2 separate regions of the Oryctolagus cuniculus genome follow, and region 2 is linked to region 1. Evidence: chromatin contacts called from public Micro-C data. All regions are on one chromosome and are shown on one strand. Each heading gives the region's core, a stretch centred on a gene start, on an enhancer-like site or on the middle of the called end of the contact. The rest is flanking DNA. Distances are from core to core; before and after follow the strand shown.

Region 1 (3,335 bases), core at 30-2,529:
CCGCTGCTCACTCTCAAATCGTGGATTCCCTAAGCTCCGCGTTCCTCTCCTGAAGGCAACCTATTTTGTGTGCAAGCAAAGCCTCGGGACCCACATGCATCTTTCCTGTAAGAATCGGGGTAATTTAGGTAATCAACACAAACCTGCCAATGCTCTGGTTAATTTTGTTACAACAGTCTCTCGTCTCTGACCCGAGTGTAGTGTGTTCTGTCAGCATTCCCGAAACTGTGAAAGCTAACACTCTCAGACCTTTCACAGATCTCCACACTCACCAGCTGGGTGCCCCTACACGGCTGATTTAACCTCTTTCGGCTGCAGTTTTCCTTCTTTAAGAAGGGGACGATAGCACCCGCGCCAGCACGGCTGCGGGATTGTTAAACAAGAATGCAAAGATCCCAACCACGCCAGGCTCTTCCTGGGGTGAGCACTTTGATGCCTGGTGACTCCGGGCAGGGAGGAAAACCACAGGGTGGGCTGAGGCTAGCCCGCTTCGCTGCAGAAGTGGGCGGTGTTGCAGCCTGAGGAGCGCGCCCCGCGGCGGCTCGGCGACGGCCGTGCAGGCGGCCGGCAGGGCCGCGCGCTGATTGGAGCGGCGAGCCAGCCACCGTTCCGCGCTCGGCGGCGGTTGCGTAGCAACCACCCAGCTTTCATTTACATCGTCTCTTTCGAGCGGCTTCGGGGTCGCGCTTGTGGGGTTTAGGGGGCACTGGAGACCCGCTGCCCGTCCCCCACCCCCCACCTCTCGGGGTCGAGCCGGCCGCGCCCTCCTTAGCAGCAGCACCAGGAAGCCCCGCAGCGGCGGCGGCGGCGCTCGGGCGCGCGCCCTCGACCTCACACGCCGGCACACGCATGCTCGCAGCGCTCCCACGCGCGCCGTCCCCCTCCTGGCTGCCGCCCACGCAGCCGCGAGCCCCGGGCGCGCGGACTGGGGCGGCTGCGCGGCGCCCTTGCAGGTAGCCCCTGGCGCTCGCACAGGCTGTCGGAGGATGCTGCGGCCCCGGGGGCGCGTCGCCCCCCTCAGTCCACCAGAGCCCGGATACCTCAGAAATTCGGCTCTGGGTCTGTGGGGAGCGAAATGCAACCCAAACCCCCCCTTTTTTTTCCGAACCCCCGCGTAAATAAACACGCATAAGCACGCACACAGACGTCGCCGCGGCCCGCGCTCGCAGGGGCAGGTCCGGGCTGCCGGCCGCGAGGGAAGAGCCGGGGCCGGAGAAGGGGCTCTGTCTACGCCCCGCAGTCCGAGGGGCAGCCGCTGGGCATCGGCCACTCAAAGGTGCGACGTAAGTGCCCGGCGCCACCGGCCCGGCTTAACGGCGCAACGGCCGGCCGGCTCGGGCCTCTGTCTCCGGGGCCAGGCCGGTCGGGGACTGCGGCCGGAGAGACCTGGTGGTGGGCGGGGGCGCTCGGGGCAGGAAGGGAGCCGGGGAGGAAAGGGCGCAGCCGAGGTTCGTAGGGCTAGGCAGGGGCGGGTCGGAGACGGCCTTTGGCTGCTCTCCGAGCGACCGACCGGTAGCGGCAGACTGCGGCGGGCTTCGCTCTCGGGGCTCGTCGGCCTCCGGGAGAAGCGAGCGGCGCCCGAGGCCCGCGTTAGAGGCGGCTGCGCCGGCTGGCAGCCCCTTGTGCACAGCGGCCGGCCCCGGCGACACAGAAGACTGAGGGGGTGGTGGGAAGGGCGCGAGGCCGTCGCCTCTGGCTTAATATGGCAGATGCGCGGAGACTCCAACAGGTGGCTCCGTGGCGCAATGGATAGCGCATTGGACTTCTAGAGGCTGAAGGCATTCAAAGGTTCCGGGTTCGAGTCCCGGCGGAGTCGAGGATTTTTTTTTTTTTCTCCCCAGAATTTCCTTTCTACCTCCGTCGTTGCTCGCCTGCTTTTCTTAAACAGCTTCACCCGCCCTCACCGCTCCCTGCTCTCTCCCCGCTACGTTCGGCTTTTCTCGGCTCGCGGGCTCCCGCTCCCCCTGGGGCTCCGCGACCGCAGTGGCTGAGAGGCGGCGCGGATCCGGGTCCTGAGAAGAGCGTCCCCAGATGGCGGCGGGGAGCAAAAGGAGGCGACGGCGACGGCAGGCCCGGGGCTCGGGGGACGCTGCGCGTGCCGGCTCACCGGCCCCCCAAACCCGGGCTGCAAAGTGAGCGCGGCCCGGCGGCGCTGCAGGTTTCCGGGCGCCAGGCCGGGACTCTCCGTGCGGTCCGGCTGAGGTGGGGCCCGGGAACCGGTGTTCCTGACGAGACCTCCCGATTCCTGTGCCAGGAGGTGCCAGGCCCACCCCGCCTGTGGGCCCTCGGCGGCACCTCTCGTGACACAGCCAGCCTTACACGTGGTTTAAGGGTTCCACGTCACTAAACGCGAACAGATTTAAAAAAAAAAAATGAATGGAATTGCAATGAGCAAAAACAGGTAATGCGTACAAAAGACAAAACAACAACAACAACAACAACAACAACAACAAAACAGAATTATCACAAAAGGTAGGGGGAGAAACAATTATCCATGTTTTTCCTCTATCCTCGCCTTGCAGTTCGCCCCACAGGCCATGTGATCATGAGTTTTTGGAAATATTTTCAGATTCATGCACGTTAGCGTTTTTATGTTTATTGCCTCTGTCAGTGCTGATACATGTAATAATGTATTTAAAATGCCATGCCATGCTTGTTTCATTTATTAACACGCAGAACTGCTTTGTGCTGTTGTACCTGTGTAGCATAATCATTTCACAGTTCCTGAGGCTTGGACATTTGAGTGTCCGGTATTTTCCTATCGCCTACAGTGCTTCAGCGTCCTTGTTTATATTGAGTTGTATGTAAGTGTGAGTGTATCTGCAGGAGGAATTCTAGGAAGTCGAATTGCTGGCAAAAATTGGTTTCCGCATTGATAGATACTGGCAGGTTGCCATGACAGTCTCCGTTTCCCCCTCCCTAGCACCATGCGAGACGGCTTGTTTTTCCACAACCCCCACGCCATCAGACAGGTGAAAATGATTTCAAGCTGAAGTGTTAATGCATGTGTTTTGTTATGAGTGAAGCTGAACATCTCAAAATAGAACAATTTGTGTTTCTTTTTCTGTGATTTATCTGACCTTGAGTTGTGCTCATATTTTTCTATTGTCATTAGTAATTTTCTTTTTAGTTTGAAGGAACATTTTACATATTAAGGAAAATAGCCCTTTGTGATATGTGTTAACAATTATTCTTTTTTATTTTGTTCACGGTATTTTGTTTTTCTTACAGATATTTATAGATTTGGATTTAACAGTCTTCTGGCTCCCAGGTTTGGGGTCTTACATACTCAGATTATTAAAGGCCTTTTCTTTCTTTTAACAGCTTTATTTTTC
Region 2 (3,399 bases), core at 898-3,397, 420 kb before region 1:
AAACACTTGTATGTGGAGAAAGTAGAGTAATATTATTTATTCAATTTTTTAGTGTTGATTACCTTATAAAATGTCATAGGAAATAAAACTGTTTTATTTAATTAATTGCTTGCAAAGTAGCAAAAAGAGATACTTGTTTTGATAGATTTTGTATCATTTATTGATTCAAATTTTGATATGGTAGAAGCATCTGGAATAAACTAATAATAGATTTCTGTCAGGATTATGAGTTCTTTTACCTCTTTTAAGAGATAAAAATTATGTGTTTGAACTTCTTACAAAATGCCTTGTCATGCATCCACAAAGAAAAAAATGATACAAAAAATTTACTCTTCAAATGATTCTCATTATGTGTAAAAAATCACAAGCAGCCCTATAAACTCCTATGCTGATAATATATGTGAGGGTACTTCAAAAAGTTTGTGGAAAATAGAATTAAAAGATAACTTTATTTTGGTGCAAAAATTTTTGGAGTCCCTTAAGTTTTTCATAATATGCATTTTTCCATGAACTCTTGGAAGACTCCTTGTATTTTACTTTTGAAAGGGAAAGCATATTTCAGTTATGCTCCTATGTCTTAATTTTTATCTACTTTAGATAACACACATTTTTAGTACTGGAGTGATTCTAAGTAATGAGACCTGCAGTTAATAAATATAGTTTCCTTTACTAATTAATGTTACTTGTGTTTGCTAAACATTCATAAAGTCTAGTGAGCCACTGAGAGACGAGGAGAGGAGAGAAGGGGATAGGAGAGGAGAGAGGGAGTCGGTAGTGCTAGGTGACATAAATAACCTGGAAGAAATTCTATATGAAATAGTGTCTGTATAGAAAAATATCAGAAGATGTTCAGTTGAGGCTTCCCAGACTTTCACTGTATGGCACAAATACACATTTAAAAATTGGCCATAACCCAGTTGAAGAAGAGTGTATGCTCAAGCTGGCCTCAGAGAACGACAGCGAAGAATTCAGCCAGCGCGGTGCCAGGTGTGTCAGGAGAGCTCCTGCTGTTTGGCTCCACCCCCAGGGGCAGCGGCTAGGCAAGGACCCGCGGAAACGGGCAGGGGACTGGGGCCCCTGTGCAGGCCGGGCAAGCGAGGAGTCGGAAATGCAGACCCAGAGCCTGGAGCCCAGCAGTCAGCACGCCCCGAGGAGCGCTCTATTAGTTGACTGGATTGCAAAGTGTGTGTGTGTGTGTGTGTGTGTGTGTGTGTGTTTTAGGAGGGAAGCAATTAATACTAAAGCATATGTTGGGGAGTTGCTAAACATACTGTGCCCGACATCCACCCAGCACCAGCCCAACTTGTCGACGGAGCGAGGCAGAGAAGGAACTCTGCGGTTTCTCCTCCAAGGCTCCCATTTTCTGAAGTGACAGACCCCAGATGCTGGAAAGGGTCGTCTGGCTGCCACCCAACCCCCATCCACGAAGAGCCCACTCCCGGGCATCGGACAAGCTCCTGGTCCCCCGCGGGCGACAGCCGGGCTCACGTTAGTCCACATCTTCCATTTCAGGTCATGGCAATATTCAACATTGCCAAACCATTACTGGGCATTTTGTTTCTTTTTATGATTTCTTGACAAAACTTAATAAAATAAAAAATATTTTAAATTAAAAAGAGTATCAGGTAGGTAGCAATGGAATTTGACATTCAGCCTCTACACATTGTGGTGATTCCCAAGAAACGTGAGGTGGCAAATCAGGCTCGAACTGAGAGATCCTCTTAACCGCTTGTTTTTAATTACAGTTATTTTAAAACACACACACACACACCACACACACAATTCTCTAATTCCAAGGCTTTTGTGGAGTTAAGAGGCAGGAAGGTGTAGACTGGAGTTGCTTCGCCTACTGGGGCTCAGAGCAGAGGTGAGGTAACAGGGGCAGTGGGCGTCTTTTCCTTTCCTCCCTTTCCATCTGGGAGACAGGGATCTGAGCGGCGGCGACGGAAGGGACTGTCCGCGTCCCGAGGGGCAGGCGGCCGGAGACCCCACGCGTGACGGGGGCTGACGGCAGACACGTTCGCGCGCGGACCCCTCCGACCGCGGCCAGCCGCGCGCGGGTCCGCCCCGATCCCACAGTGCACCGCGTCTTGCCCCCTCCCGGCTCGGCGTCCCGCCTCCCCTCGGCCCCGGCCCCCCCCCCCCCCCCCGACTCCGGGAGGCGGGGACGCGGCGGCGGCTTCTCCAGTCGCGTCTTTCTCACTCACTGGGGAGCCCGGCGCTGGCGGCAGCTTTCGAGGCAGAGCCGCTGAGCCGCGCGCCCGCCAGGCAGCGAGCGGGAGGTCGGACAGACTGACGGCGGAGCCGACGAACGGACAGCGGGGCAGCCAGACGGTCCGAGCCGCCTCGGGTTCCGCCATGAGCTGGGGCACGGAGCTGTGGGTGAGTCGGGGAGCGGTGCGCCCCGCGACGACCGTGGCTCCCGGGAGGCGCGGGCTGGGCGGGCGCCGCTGACCGTCGGCGGCCAGGGCGCCTTGGGCCGTCCGCGCCCCGGCGCCGGCGGAGGGTGAGGGTCCACGCTCGTCTTTGTGTGCAGACCTCGCCGGGGGGTCGAGGGGGCGGTAGCTGGCGCGCCCGCCCCTGCCGCTGCCGCGGGGTTCTGGGGCAGCGCCCCGCACTGTCGGCGGGGCGGCCCGCGGGCTCGGCGTCCGCCGCGATCCTCTCCTTCCCTTTTCCCTCCTCCGCCTTCACTTTCCGGGCGCCTGGCTCCGCGCCGGGCCGCGCTTCTCTCCCTTTGTATCTCCCCGCCTGGAGGCGGGGGAGGGGGCCCATTGTCCCGAAGGGGCGCTGTTCGCGAGTGGGGAAGGGGCCTGCCGTGACCCCCCTCGCGGCCAGGGGCCGCAGGGCTGAGGCGTCGCCGAGCCGGGACGGCGCGGGGAGCCGGGAGGCGCCGCCCCAGCCCCAGGTAAGGGGAGCTGGGCGGCTTTGTTCGCAGCCCGGCCTCCGGCCAGCCAGGCCCAAGCTACACGCCCATTCCCCTCCCTGCCCCCGTGCTCGGGACGGGCAGAGCTTAGGGGGCACTCGGCTGGTGGGCCGGGGACCTGAATGAAATCGGGCGTCGACTGATTTTGCCAGAAGGAAGCTAATGCTGCCTAAAGGAGCCGCTCGGCTCTCCGGTTGCTCTATTCCCCATTCGGTCTTTATTTCGCCCCTTTTCCTTTTCTCTTTCCGCCTTGCCTGTCTTGAGCGCTGGAGGCTCCAGACAATGCCCGTGGTCTGGCCAAGGTGCGGGTGGGGCGTGATAGGTCGGAGGACCGGCCGCCGCCAAGCAGGGTGGAGGTGCGGCGGGCAGTGATTTCTCTGCTGCGGCCGGCCGGGGAAGCCGGCGGCGTGGGGGCGCTGTCCCGGGGGCGGCCTGGCCTCAGCCACTCCCCTTTTTATCCCACCTGTGCATATTTT

The links. A called contact is a pair of places that touch in the nucleus more often than the background predicts.
Region 2: a Micro-C map of ear pinna shows a contact between it and region 1, with 3 times the contacts expected there. The contact joins the promoter of FNBP1L here to the promoter of BCAR3 in region 1. A contact is called at or near these places in 3 of 6 Hi-C or Micro-C datasets (ear pinna, psoas muscle and an unstated tissue).

The regions. Positions count from the first base shown.
Region 1 is chr7:76,793,489-76,796,823 of mOryCun1.1, reverse strand. It overlaps BCAR3 (BCAR3 adaptor protein, NSP family member), which reads right to left and starts at 1,279. Exons shown (of 17, transcript XM_051857484.2): 1 at 1,141-1,279. It overlaps TRNAR-UCU (transfer RNA arginine (anticodon UCU)), which reads left to right and starts at 1,732; the gene lies at 1,732-1,816. MIR760 (microRNA mir-760) reads left to right here and starts at 1,013; the gene lies at 1,013-1,072. LOC103350121 (a long non-coding RNA gene) reads left to right here and starts at 1,140. Exons shown (of 3, transcript XR_001794503.3): 1 at 1,140-1,276.
Region 2 is chr7:77,214,127-77,217,525 of mOryCun1.1, reverse strand. It overlaps FNBP1L (formin binding protein 1 like), which reads left to right and starts at 2,147. Exons shown (of 15, transcript XM_017346074.3): 1 at 2,147-2,382. The coding sequence starts at 2,359.